Regions from separate parts of the Mus musculus genome. Here all the other regions are linked to region 1. Evidence: chromatin contacts called from public promoter capture Hi-C data. All regions are on one chromosome and are shown on one strand. The core of a region is the stretch at or near the end of the contact, and the rest is flanking DNA. Distances in the headings are between cores, read along the strand shown.

What was found. Promoter capture Hi-C pulls out the DNA fragments that hold promoters and counts their contacts.
Region 2: a contact with region 1 is called in a promoter capture Hi-C map of stem cell-derived epiblast-like cells, with 2.5 times the contacts expected there. The contact joins the promoter of Myh14 here to the enhancer-like site in region 1. A contact is called at or near these places in 5 of 39 promoter capture datasets (cranial neural crest, embryonic stem cells, pre-B cells and 1 more), 1 of 15 datasets of contacts at CTCF or cohesin (embryonic stem cells), 1 of 484 Hi-C or Micro-C datasets (embryonic stem cells), 1 of 115 datasets of contacts at active chromatin or transcription factors (embryonic stem cells) and 2 of 9 other capture datasets (embryonic stem cells and liver).
Region 3: a contact with region 1 is called in a promoter capture Hi-C map of liver, with 2.1 times the contacts expected there. The contact joins the promoter of Ppfia3 here to the enhancer-like site in region 1. A contact is called at or near these places in 3 of 39 promoter capture datasets (cranial neural crest and liver), 2 of 115 datasets of contacts at active chromatin or transcription factors (microglia and pancreatic cancer cells) and 2 of 9 other capture datasets (adipose tissue and liver).

What each region holds. Positions count from the first base shown.
Region 1 is chr7:44,949,771-44,953,977 of GRCm38.p6, reverse strand. Tsks (testis-specific serine kinase substrate) reads right to left here. Exons shown (of 11, transcript NM_011651.2): 3 at 3,104-3,199; 4 at 2,856-2,939; 5 at 2,032-2,142; 6 at 1,146-1,432; 7 at 37-231. Among named protein-coding and RNA genes, the nearest start is that of Tsks, 8.6 kb to the right of the region's middle. Within about 2 kb of position 1,792, at least 261 of the 459 cell types and tissues checked have an H3K27ac peak or open chromatin away from gene starts, as enhancers often do. A contact at or near this core is called in adipose tissue, liver, pancreatic cancer cells and 1 more, where this site is marked.
Region 2 is chr7:44,668,346-44,672,822 of GRCm38.p6, reverse strand. It overlaps Myh14 (myosin, heavy polypeptide 14), which reads left to right and starts at 1,980. Exons shown (of 42, transcript NM_001271540.1): 1 at 1,980-2,023. It overlaps 2310016G11Rik (RIKEN cDNA 2310016G11 gene), which reads right to left. Exons shown (of 5, transcript NR_152106.1): 1 at 4,466-4,477; 2 at 3,521-3,624; 3 at 2,990-3,160; 4 at 2,224-2,389.
Region 3 is chr7:45,364,540-45,369,076 of GRCm38.p6, reverse strand. It overlaps Ppfia3 (protein tyrosine phosphatase, receptor type, f polypeptide (PTPRF), interacting protein (liprin), alpha 3), which reads left to right and starts at 2,058. Exons shown (of 30, transcript NM_029741.2): 1 at 2,058-2,418. It overlaps Lin7b (lin-7 homolog B (C. elegans)), which reads left to right. Exons shown (of 6, transcript NM_011698.1): 5 at 610-773; 6 at 1,079-1,186. The coding sequence ends at 1,100. It overlaps Mtag2 (metastasis associated gene 2), which reads right to left and starts at 2,916. Exons shown (of 2, transcript NR_015480.2): 1 at 2,803-2,916; 2 at 1,129-1,701.

The sequences.
Region 1 (4,207 bases), core at 543-3,042:
GAGCCCACATCCCTTCAGCACCTGCTGAGCCCTTACATAGTGCACAACTCATCTGCTCGTCCTCGCAGCTCCTGCAAGCCCCTTGCGGACTGTGCCTGTTCCCGCTGCGCCCGCTCCCACTGGCCCAGGAAGCCATCCAGACGGCCGCCAAGGCCTCCCAGCAACCTCAGGGCCTCCTGCACTGCCCCCTCCTCCTGATGCCACCGGGCTGCCAGCGAGGACACCTCCCTCCTGCGAGGATCAGAAGGGAAGAAAGGGTTGGGTATAAGAGTTGACTATGCATGCTATCGTCGACCTCGCCCCAAATAGATCACCAACATTTTTTTCTTTACTTTTTTTGTTTTGGGTTTTTTTTTTTCTTTTCTTTTCTTTCTTTCTTTCTTTCTTTTTTTTTTTTTTTTTTTTTTTTTTTTTTTTTTTTTTGAGACAGGGTTTCTCTGTGTAGCCTTGGCTGTCCTGGAACTCACTCTGTAGACCAGGCTGACCTCGAACTCAGAAATTCACCTGCCTCTGCCTCCCAAGTGGGACCCACCTGGCCTTGTTTTGGTTTTTAAGACAGGGTCTGTTGCCGGTTGGTGGTGAGTGACACCTTTAATCCTAGCACTTGGGAGGCAGAGGCAGGCAGACCTCTGTGAGTTTGAGGGCCAGCCTGATCTACAGAGTGAGTTCCAGGACAGCCAGGGCTGCACAGATAAATCCTGTCTCGAAAACAAACAAAAAAGACATTCTTGTTTATTGTAGTCCAGGTTGTGCTGGCATTCTCTTTGTAGACTAGGCTGGCATCGAACTCACAAAGATCCTTCAGCCTCTGTCTCCCAGTGCTGGTATTAAAAGAATGCACCACTTTGCGTCCCCCACCCCACCTCTTTTCCTTTTTTGAGTGTACGAAGTTAGCCCGGTACCACCTATGCTATCACCCAATCCTCATCTAGGTTCTGCTTCTGTGCTCACACGTTTAGCTCCCCTAAGCCCCGCCCACATCAAGCTCTTCCAATTCTCATCCACCACTACCCCTCAAGGATTTACTCTGTCCGGTCCACCCAACCGCAAACAAACCCCGCCCACGCAGGCTCCAAGCTCCTCCTAGCTCCCGCCCTTTGTTCCACCTACGGCCTGATCCACCAATTTCCTTCAGTCCCGCCCACCTCAGCTCCTCCAGGCCGGTGGAGACCTTCTGCAACTCCTGCTCGCTCAGCGAGGGTCCCTCCCCTGTGCGGACTGCCATGCCCCAGCCACTGGAGGACAGGCCTCGCTGCCGCGGGGGTTCCTCGGGGCTGCCAGGAGGACCCGAGCAGCCCTGAATGGGAGTGGCAGGGCTCAGACCATGTCGGGAGAGGCCAGCCTCCAGTTTTTGCTCCAACTCCTGCAACTCGGCCTCCTGTCTCCGGGGCGTCTCATCCTGCAGTTGCTGCTGGAGGTATCTTAGCTTCTCCTGAGCAAGGGAGGGCAACGAATCAAGGTGTTCGGCACCTTACCACCTGCAGCTAACTACACCCCATGGATCCCCGAGATTGCAAAGTAGTGTAGAGAGAGGATAGTTGGGAAGTACGCGTGCAGTGTAACTGAACTCCTGCTTGTCTTTAGGAGAGGAGATAACATTTACTCTAAACTCTGTAGTGGCAGGCAACCTATCACTCCCTTCTCCTGCCCTGCCTGCCTAAAATCAGCCCCTGCCTCTTAGGGACCGCGACAAGCTTTCTCGGCGTTCCGTTGGAAAGTGAGCTAGCAGCAAGTCTTCATTCTAGACTAGACCCGGCCTACCCAGTCGTTTCAGGCTACACCCTTGAATAACTAAGCTTCCTCAGGCTCCACCCTGGTCCCACCCAGCGAGCCCTTTTGGCTCCTCCCGTGGGATGGGCCCCTCCTTCCCCTGAGAGCCAACTCCTTCAGCCAGGTCCCAAACCCTCCTCAGTTCACTGAAGGCTCTGGAGCCTCTACACCCCTGTCCTTGTCCACCATAGCTCCTCCAACCTCCATCCCGAGACTCCACCCAAACTTCTCACTAGTTTGGGACCCTCCACACCCTCGTACCTCCAGCAAGGCAGAGTTCTGCTTCAGGACATTGGTTTTGATTTCAGCGTCTTCCACTGAACGGGTCACCTTGCGGCAGTTCTCCTGGGTCAGGACATCAGGGCGGGGGCCCTGCCTTCCCATTCCGGTTCTGCCCCCCACCTTCAGCCTCTTTTTTTGCATCGCACCTGCCCTATGTAGGACGCACCCACTTCCCAACCAAGCTTCCTTCCTAACCAAGCCCGTACTGCAGTACCCCTTTGACCATCCCGCTTCTCCTGTGCTCTTTTTGTTTTAAATTTAAAAATTCAATAGATTTTTTTTTTTTTTGAAAACGTCTTATGAGCCGGGAGGTGATGGTGGCGGCGGCCGCGGCGCGCATGCCTTTAATCCCAGCACTTGGGAGGCAGACGCAGGCGGATTTATGAATTTGAGACCAGCCTGGTCTCCAGAGTTAGTTCCAGGACAGCCAGGGTTATAAAGAGAAACCCTGTCTTGAAAAAAAAAATCTTATATGAATGGGTATTTTGCCTGTGTATATGAATATACATATGTATATGTGCAACAGCGCAGGCAGTGCCCATGAAGGCCAGAAGAGAGTGACATTTTTTGATAGCCACGAGAGGGTCTCATGTACCCCGGTTTCCAAGTCGTTATATAGCTGAAAAGAATCTTGTACTTCCAAGTTCTGAGATCAAAGGTGTGCTACCACACTCAAGCCTGAACCCGGGGTTTCCTGAATGCTAGGCAAAGCCCTCTGCCCACTGAGCCACATCCCAAGCCCTCCACGGTCCCCGCTTTTCTCATCACTTTCTCCCCAAGCCATTCCTTCCACAGCGGCTCACCTTCAACTGACTGCAGTACCCCTCCAACTCTTCTGCCTCCTGCCGTCTTCTTTCCAGATTCTCACTCAGCACAGAGCACTCGCTCTTGACCATGGAAGGGAGACAGGGTTACACAAAGGCGGGGTTAAAGCTTATACAGGGGAGCAGGCTCTTAGCTTCCGGAGGGCCGGCACAATGGAGAAAGGTGGCTACAAAGACGAGAACTTAGTTCTGGAGGAAGAGGCCACAGGGATCCTTAAGTATCATACCTGCAGAGTCTGAACGTGCTGATTAACCCGCGTGGTCTTTTCCTTCAAGCTGGTGATGGAGTCTTTGGCACGTACCAATCCACTGTTGACCCCACTCTGGTGAAGAACAGAAGACATGTATAGTTCAATACCAAGAACATTCTAGAGGCAGCAAGGGTGTATTTTCAGTTTGGTTTTGCTCTGGATGGGCATGTGGCTTTGGGCAAAGGGTGACATCCTTGAATTGAGTTCCCTTGTTTGGTAAAGCTAGAAGTAGACTAATATTCTTCACAGTGTGCTGGGACAAGAGGGGAAGACAGTTTCAGAAAAATGCCTAGAATCCCCCAGTCAGAGGAGAGGATGTGGCTCAGTGGTAGAGACACTACCTAGAACGCCCCAGTGAGGGGCTGGGGTGTGACTCAGTGACAGAGTACTTGCCAGTGTGCACAAGACCGCGGATTCCAGCCACAAATGTGTACCCCCAAAAATCCCTCCTTTTCTGTCTCCCCACTCTCTGAAGTATAAAACTGACAACATCTTGGATCGTCAGGTAGAGACCATGAGATCTCACCATGTAGCTGTGGCTGGCCTGGAACCCATAGAGTTCAGTGTGCCTCTACCTCCTGAGTGCTAGAATTAAAGGCCAGTGCCACCACGCCTGCTTCCTGTGCTCAGTTGTTACCAGCTGCTCTGAGACTAGGCTGCGGCTTGTGCCCTGTGCACTCTTCTCTGTCTTTGTGCTATAGCAGTGAGATTTGTTACATAACCACTGGCATTTATCCTCGTTTCTCAGTGAGATAAAGACTTTAAATTAGAGTGCCTCTGCAGCTAGCTGAGCCCATGTGGCCATGACAGGTGGGTGGGCGACGTGGATGGGCCGTATGGTGTGGACACTGCATGGTGTGTTGAAAGGACAGGCATGGCTTCCTCCCCTTCCTCTTCCTCCTGTTCCTCAGCTTCTGCTTCCTTTTCCTCGTCCCCTTTCTCTCCTGATTTTTATCTTTACTTTCTTTCTCTCTTAATTTTTTAAAGGGATCTGACTGTAACCCATTCATGAAATGATGGACTGAACAATCCTGGAGATGCCCCCGCCTCAGCTCCTTATGTATTGGCATCACTGACTAG
Region 2 (4,477 bases), core at 731-3,230, 280 kb after region 1:
GCCTTATCCCTGGTGGTATCATAGAGACAGGAATTGATCTCACTGAGGCAGCCCGGTCTCTGTGCCCACGCCTGTAAAATGTGTGCAGCAGCAGGACCAAATGCATAGAGCTGGTGGGTCCATGTTGTGGGATTTAATGTACAGTGAGAGCTTAGAACTGTGTGTGTTCTCACTAAATGTTAGCAGGCATTAGAGTGGCATGGGTTTGCAGATCAGAGAAAATCCCCGGCAACCAAAGCCTGCTAAGCCATGTGTGGTGGTGCATACCAGTCATTCCTACACTCAGGCGGCAAAGGCAGAGCGATCAGAAGTTCACAGTCATCCTCTGTTATGCAGGTAGTCTCACCTCCCCTTAGGCTGAGCAAGCAGAACTGAAGCTGCCTCTGCAACCAGGCCAGTAAAGACAGATGATGACATCACCAGTTGCTGGGTAGATTTAGCCTTGATGGAGTGGATGATATCCGTAGTTGGCAGGTACGGTTGGTTGGCTACAGACACCTGAGCTGTCATGTCCAAATGGACAATAGAGTGCCAGGATGGCAGAGCTGCAGAATGAAACCCTGTCTCCGAAGCAAAGAAGCAGGCCTGCAGCAGTGGCTCAGTGGTTAAGAGCAGAAACTGTTCTTCCAGAGGACCTGGGTTCAATTCCCAGTACCCACAGGACAGCTCAGAATCATCTGTAACTCCAGTTGCAGGAAATTTGACATCCTCTTCTGGCCTCCGACCGCACTGTATGCACACAGTACACATACATATATGCAGGTAAAAAAGCCATACACACACACACACACACACACACACAGAGAGCCATACACTCACACACATACACAAGGAAACAGCAAGTTTAGGAGACTGTTCAAAGCTGAGGCAGACCCAAGTGCTTAAGGGACTATGAAACAACACGAGCTAAGCAGTTGGAAGACAAGGTGGAGTGTATCTATGTGGTGAGGGCTTTGGGGACTTTGGTATTTACTTATCGTTTGTTTGCTGATTTATTTATTTTTGCAGTAAGGTGATGTAAACTTAGTGCTTTATAGCTCAAGTGCCCTATAACTGAGCCACATCTTAAGCCCTCTTTTTGTACTTTGAGACAGGGTCACACTAAGTTTCTCAATCACTTTGTTTAAACCCATGACCTCAACTCATTGCAGTCCTCCTGCCTCAGCCCGGCAATGCTAGCTAGGATGGTAGGTGTGGTCCTCCAGATGAGGTTGGGGTTTTTGCTTTGTTTTCTGAGACAGGGTCTCCTATAATCTAGGCTGGCCTAGAAATCTTTACATAGCTGTAGGATGACCTTGAACTCCTGATCCTCCAACCTCCAGTTCTCCAGGGCTGGAATGATTCTCTGGTGCCATCACTCCTGCTTTGCAAGGTGACTGGGTGGAACCCAGGGCTTCGTGCATGCTAGGCTAACCCTCTACTGAGTCTCCATATAAGGTCTCAATCGCACCAAGTTCAAGGCTTTAGTGAAATTACGTAGTGGAAACGCTTCACACATCTTTGAGCTCAATAAATGATTCTGACCCATCCACCTGCTTTGGGTCTGCTCACGGTCTGCACTCTACAAAAGCAGTTTCTTGGTGTGTGTCCTCACGCCGGCTCCCGGGGGACCCAGGCATTCCGGCCTCCCGCCGCCCCCTACGGGTGCGCACAAAGGCATCCATTCATGCCTGTTTACAAAGCAGCCCATTCACCCTGTCCCCTTGAACCAGCAGCTGCTGGCCGCTCCCCAAGCATCTCTATTGGTGCTTCCTGCTGGCCATCAGGCCCGGGTCCCGCCTACTGCCGCACATTCTCGGCCAGGTTCTTTTCCCACGCCTGGCACGCTTTGCCAACTTCTGATTGGCCTGGCGCGCCAGCCGCTCTTTTTGATTGGGCAGCACTGAGCCCCAGGGGCGAGGTCTGAGCGGGCCGCAGCAAGTGCTGATTGGTCTGTAATGCCTACCTGTGGGTGGGGCCGTCCACTGCAGGCCCCGCCTCCTTTTCTGTCCAGGCCGAGGCCTCTGGACCGCCCTGGGCGCCGGTGAGTGTCCGGGGACCTCCCCCCCGTGGTGCGCCCCAAGGGTTGGCCAGAGCCTGTCAGACCTGGGGAGGCCGGAGCCGGTGGGGTACAGCGGGGGGTCTTGGAGAGGGGTGGGTCAAGACATTCACCCTGGGTGCAAGCGACCCCAGGGTCAGGGAGAGGTAAGGGGAAGGTTGTAGTCACCCAGCCCGGATTCCCACCTTGTGCCAGACAGCCTGGGGTCATCTCTGACAGCGTCACACGGTCTGTTCTGCAGAAGGGGAAACTGAGGCAGTGCTTGGAACGTTGCATGATAGAACACCTGAGTCATGGTCTCCATTCCCCAGCTCTCAGGACTACCGTGTCAGATGTCAGAGGAGGAAAAAGCTGTGGACCAGAGAGAGAGGGGTCGCGACAGGCAGGGACAGGAACAGAGAAGGATGTGTTTGGCTGGGTGTCCCAGTTTGTTTTGATTTGACTTGGTTTAGTTAGTTGTTTTGGTTTTTTGTTTTGTTTTGGTTTTTTGTTTTTTTGTGAGTTTTTTTTGTTTGTTTTTTTTGTGTTTTTTGTTTTTTTTGGAGATAGCTTCTGAACTCACTGTGTAGACCGAGTTGACCTCAACCCCCAACCTTCCTGCCTGAGCCTCTCAAGGGCCGCGATGACAAGAGTGTGCCACCAAGCCTCACAATGGACATGGGCACTTTAATGTATAACTAAACTCCCCTCCAGTGTAGGAGAATGGATTTGAGGTAGGTTTGTGTGGTTTCCATCTCACAGAGAGTGAAGATATAGACTGGACCGAGGTGGGGAACACAGGGACCTGGTGTGCCTGGCCCTGTGGCTTTTTTTTTTTTTTAAACATCATAATAGTAATCAGGAGTTCAAGACCAGCCTCAGCTACATGATGAGTTCCAGGCGAGCCTGGGCTACTTAAGACCCTGTATCTGAAAAACAAAAAACAAAAATAAATTGTTCTGTAAGCCATACCTCTTAACACCTCTTAAGCCACAAGTTTATCGTAGGCATGATCACCCGATGTCTCCTCCTCGATCACCTTCTCGATTGAGGAGAAGACCCAAGCCTGAGGCTGGCATAGCATTTTGACATCATATCTGAGGATTGGGGCATCCCACTTCCAGGGTTCAGGAAACTGAGATTCTAAGAAAGAAAGAAAGAAAGAAAAAAAAAAAAAAAACCACGATAAAACAGAACAGAGACCTGGGTCCTTTTCCTCAAATAATTTTTGTTGATCTCATGAGCCTCAATTCCTAGCGAAGAAAGTGAAGGTTCAGAAGGCTGGAGGGAGATTCGAACCCTAGCATACTTAGTCCGGCTCTGTGCCAGCCCTTCACCTTTGCCCACAGCCGCCCACTTGGCAACAGGTTCTATCTTTGCTGGCTGCTGTGCCAGGCCCCGCCCCCCGCCCAGCCCGGCAGGTGTCAGGAGACGTCAGAACCCGGTCCTGCCTTCCTGACGGGAGAGGCCCCACCTCTTGCTGGACCGCAGAGCCGGCCTCACCTGGGTGCTGGAGAGGATCTGGACTCGGAGGCCTCCCCATCTCTACCGCCAGGCGCCCAGGTAGCCTCGGGATCCGCGGGATAAAGGAGCTATGCCATAGGGCGCTGGGTCGGGACGAGAGGGAGTTAGGATCCATGCTCCCAGAGCGATAATGAGCCAGGTACCCCAAGTCAGAGGGAAGAAGCTGAGCGTGGAACCCAGTGTCTGAGCGAGGAGAGCAGAGGTCTGGACCCTAGTGTCTAAAGGAGGAGGGCTGAGGTCTGGACTCATGTGTCTGAAGGAGGAGGGCTGAGGTCTGGACTCATGTGTCTGAAGGAGGAGGGCTGAGGTCTGGACTCGTGTGCCTGAGGGAGGAAAGCTGAGGTCTGGACTTCTGTACCTGAGGGAGAAGGGCTGGGGCCAGGATCCCAGGGTCTGAGGAAAAAGGACCGGGTCCTGACCAATCTAGGACTGAGGGAGGAGGCTGGGCTGGGGTCAGTACCCCTGGGTTTGTAGGAAGAGGTTGGGTTCTGGACCCCTGAATCTGAGAGAGAAACTGGGGTCTGGACGTCTGGGCCTGAGGGAGGAGAGCTGGGGTCAGGACCCCTGTGTCTGAGGGAAGAAGGTGGGTCCTGGCCCCTTGAGTCTGAGGGAGGAGGCTGGGGCAGGACGGGATCTATGTCACCCATTAGCTGAGGTCATAAGCTTGGTGCTGCCCCAGCCTCTGCCCAGGCGGGCGGGGCCCTGGCTGCTTTCCTTTTCCACACAGCTCTGTCTGCTCCTCCCAGGTGCTCTCACCTGCCTAAGTGACACTAATGAGTCCTGGCACCGCATTCCTGCTGCCTGAGGGAGGGGTGTGTGGCTGGGGCTCAGCCATTTGGGGCCAGGCCCTGGGCCCACCCTCTTGGCTTGGTTAACTTCCCTGAATCCCCACATCCCCACTTCCGACCCACGGCTGCAGCAAACCTCTCGACATCA
Region 3 (4,537 bases), core at 809-3,308, 410 kb before region 1:
CACAGCCTTTGGAGACAGCACTGTGGGGTACACTGCTGACCCTCAAGGACTTCAGAGAGCCTAGCTAGGATAGCAGCCCAGTGTAGAAGATGGCAGTTGTTTTCAGGAGGAATATTTGGCTTGGAGGTTGAAGGTTGGGTACTTCTCTGAACTAAGATGTGGAGGGGTGGTTCTGGCTCGGAACAGAGATGGTCCCTGAGATGAGGAGAAAGGCTGGCTCTGCCTGATGTCTGGGCCAGTCAGCATCCTGAAACCCCAGTGATTAGAATCCAAGGAAACACCACCGAGGAGGTCGTCTCTCCAGAAAAGCCCGGCTTCTGGCCCTGGGCAGTGAGGGCAGGAGATCAATAAGCTTAGGGGGTGTAGACAGACTTTTTTGGGACAGGTTCAGTGGCCTGGTTCATTGAGGACACTGGGACTCAAAGCTATCTTGACATGCAGTTTTTAGGTTGTGGGTGCTGTGCCTAAAGTTGGTGATCCACTAGAGGGATATGAGGCCTTGGAGACTTGACCCCAGCAGCCGTGTCACTATCCACTGGTCCCATGTCCTGGGTAGGGTGGTAAGGGCAGCGGTTTGGGCCAGCAGTCTGTGCGAGGCCTGCCCTGCAGAGTGTGGAAGGCGAACACCATGAAAAGGCGGTGGAACTCCTGAAGGCTGCACAGGGCTCAGTGAAACTGGTGGTGCGCTACACTCCTCGGGTGCTGGAGGAGATGGAAGCCCGCTTCGAGAAGATGCGATCTGCCCGTCGGCGCCAGCAGCACCACAGCTACACGTGAGCCTCCAGTCACCATCCTCTCCCTGCTGCCTTCCCCAACCTTAGATACCCAAATCAGGCCAGTGAGCACAGCGGCCTTCAACATTTATCTCTGGCTCTCCACCAGGGGTTTTCTGACCTTTGACTCCTGCCATGGTAGCTAAGGCCCTGGGACCCTCTGGCTCCCCAACTCCAGAAGCCCTGTGCCTGATTTTCTGAACTGTTGTCTCCAGAACCCCACCATTGAACATCTTACGCGCCCTCCCCCACCCCACCCCTGAACCTACCCTGTGTCTAAAACTCCCCTCTCTACACCCTCACAGGTCCTTGGAGTCTCGAGGCTGAAATCACAGACCAGGACCCTCCTTCTCCTCCCCTGTACAGTATTATTTATTGTCACTGGCTCCTTATTTAAAGATCTTTAACCCTCACCGAGTGTCTTGTGTGTCTGTCGCGCATCCTGGAATAGTCTCTGTGGGGGAGGAGGACAGTGAAGCTGAGGTTAAGAACAAGCTCATTCCAGTCTGTGTACCATGATAGACAACGCTCGCGCAGCTCTGAAGGCGGAGGCTGGCCGGTGTCCCAGAGACTAGCCCGACCCAAGGCTGCGTCTATGTGAGCGCCAGGGAGCACCACTAAAGACCACTGCCCCCAACCCTTAAGAGGTTCGGAAGGCCAAGGCCTGGCAAGGTCTCCAGTGAGTCGGACGCGGGAGTCTTGAAACCAGCAGAAGCCGCCTGATCATTGCCTCTGTAGGCGGGGCGGAGCGAACCATCCACTGGGGGAACCCTTGCGGGCCGTGCCACCGTCTGCGTAGGAGTCGGGTTGGTGGGGCGCATGCAGTACCCTAGACGGGCGCAGGGGTGCAGAGTAACACGCACTCGCCACCCGTCGTCCACTTGCCTCACCTTCCAACCGAGCACATCCTTCCGGGAGCCGCCCTTGTCTTAAAAAAAAAAAATCCCACCTTGAATGTTGAATTCCTATCCCGCCGCCCAACCCTCGTGTCCCGTGAGACGCGCGCCGCCGTGGGGACCCGGGGTCGCGACTCGCGTTCCATGCTGCGCGCTACTAGATTCAGGTGACATCATCCTCTGCCGGGCTCCGCCTCCCTCCCAGGCCGCCGCACGCTGCATGCCTATTGGTCGCTGCACCATGAGTCCCGCCCCCAGCTCTCCGCCCGCGCGGCCCCTCCCTCCCGATGTGGAGGCGGGGTCTGGTCGCCGGCCGGCACGGAGGCCAATTCTCATTGGCCATTCAGCACCGTCCGTCAGTCTTCTGTTAAAGGGGCCACGACCGCCCGGGATCTGTGGGGGGGGAGGGGGAGGGAGGAGAATTTTTTGGGGGGGGAGAAGGTGGGATTTGGGGGGGCGCTGGTGGGCACCCCTGGATCTGGCGACTGCGGCCTCGCGGGGGGAGGCTGTACGGTGACAAGGGCAGGGGGCTATTTTAGGGAGTAAGAAGGCTGTGAGACCGTGAGGGGGAGGGGGGTCCCCAGCGCTGGAGCCGGAGCAAGAGACGCTGAGCCCGCGCTAGCGGCGTAGACAGGGTTCCAGAGCTCCAGATCCGGGCCCCGGCCGCCGCCAGGGGCCCCGCCCGGTGCCCCTACCCCACCCCGCGTCCCTCCTGCAGCCCAGCTCCTCCCGCAGTCGTCGCGGACCAGGTAGGTAAGAGCCCGGCCCAGCTTGCCCGGCAGCGCCCACCCTGGGGACCCCTGGGCTAGCGTTTCCGACCAGCTTGCCCGAAATCCTACATTCCCATCTTCATCCCAAGGGAACCCAGAGTCCAGATTTCACAAGCCAACCCAAGAGACCCAGGCGTGTCCCTTCCCGGAGCTGAGAGTGCCCCGCCGAACCCTAGTATCTCAGGCGGGCTACCTCCTTGTGCCTCCTCCAGGGCCCAGAAGCCTGGATCCCTCAGCTCAGCCCAGGGGATCCCTCAGTCTAGATCCATCCTCTGGGCCCAGTCCTGGGAGCTCCAGACCCTGGTCACCGCTGTGGGGCTTCCTCCATTGCGTCCAAATCGTTCCCCCATTTGCGTCCCCCACCTTCTGGTTGAATCAACCGGAGACGTTCCTCGGTCCAGGCCGGCTCGCCCTGGACACAGGCCCGCGCCGGAGCTGTCCATGGTCAGCTCTCGGTAGCCTCGCCTCCCCCATCTCCTTCCACGGCCGCTAGGGAGGAGGGGGGTGCAGGTGGTGTGGGGATTCCTCCCCCTCACCGCGCCTTTGACCTGGGGTTCCCCGGCGCCCCCCTCCCAGATGGGCCGCAGGGCTCTCAGGCCCATCTTTAGGCACTCTAGCTTTCTGGGACTCTAGCTGCTTCACTTACATAGAGCTTGTGAATGTCCCTGCCCAGGCCACTTAGAAACCTTGGCATGGAGCCTCCCGCTCCCACCTGGTTCTGAAAAGCTGTTAGTGTCCATATATCTGCTGGCCCTGACTAATCACTGTCACCTTATTCAGCACCCGGGGAATCCAGTTTCCTAGCCTTTGCCCCCACCTCCCCACTTAGCACCTACTTTAACAGCTCCCCCCTGCCCTCCGCAGACAAATATGACCAGCCTCTTGGTACACCAGCACCTGCTTGCTGCCTTATAGACTCAGGCGCCATGACTTCTTTTCAAAGACCTGGAATGCAATTCCTCTGCTTCTGTCCTCACTCCCCCTTGGAGATCTAAGTGTCTCACCCCCATCTTATAACCTCCACCTGAACAAACACTCATCTCAGGGACCCAGAATCTCTGACAGTGGTGAGTGTCCTGTCCATCAGACCACCCACCCAGGCTTACACTCCCACCAAACAGTCAGGCTCTAAGTTTCTTCACCCCTAGGTAGATTCAAAAGTCTGGACCTTGGCTCTGCATTCCACTCCCATCTTCATGTCTTGGTGGCCTCAACTTCACATCTCCCATGGCTTTAACGAGCACTTATCATCTGCTCTATCATCTCAGGTGCTAGACTTGCAGAGTCTCCTCTCCCCCAAAGCTGGATATTTCTGGCATCTCATTGCCTCTAGAGACCCATATGGTAATATCTGATGTCTCATACTCCAAGTACCAAACAGCCATCCTTTCCTCCAGGTGTGTTTTGGGATCAAGGTTCACGAGGTTATTTGGAACCAGGCAGCTGTCTTTCTGCACTTCTAGTTAAAAATGTGTCCTTTCCCTGTGTTATGTTCAAGATCCTAAGTTCCAGAACATTTCCAGATGATGTGCCTGTTCCGTCCTCACCAAGGCATGTGATCCACTTCAAGGCCATGAACTAACTTCTAAGCATGTCTTTTTTTTTACTTGCTCCTTTCCCATCCCCAGTGGCAGGATTTTGCCATGCGTCCCAGGCTGGATTAGAACTCACTATGTTGTCTACATTTTTCCTCCTCCTCTTCATCCTCTTTTTCTTCTATTTATTCTTCTCCTCTTCCCCTTCCTTCTTTTTCTTTTTTGGTCTTTACCAATATCTAGACAACATGCCTAAGCCATTCTCTGCTCTCAGGCCTCTCCTCAGACATGCCCTATATTTCTAGCTACAGGGGCTGGGGTTGTTGCTGGGGCAGAGCACTTACCTCACATGCACAAAGGCCAGGCTTCAATTACTAGCACTTGACCAATTACAAAAAGGGCTCACTTTATGCCCACCCTTAAAGACTAGTATCTGCTGAGTTTCCATTGTAGATGTGTTTTATGTTCGGGCCACGTCTGCTGATGTTCTAGATTCCCTTCTTCCCAGGATATTCTAACTTGCAGAATGTGTCATTTTCAATTAAATAGTCTAGTATTCTTTG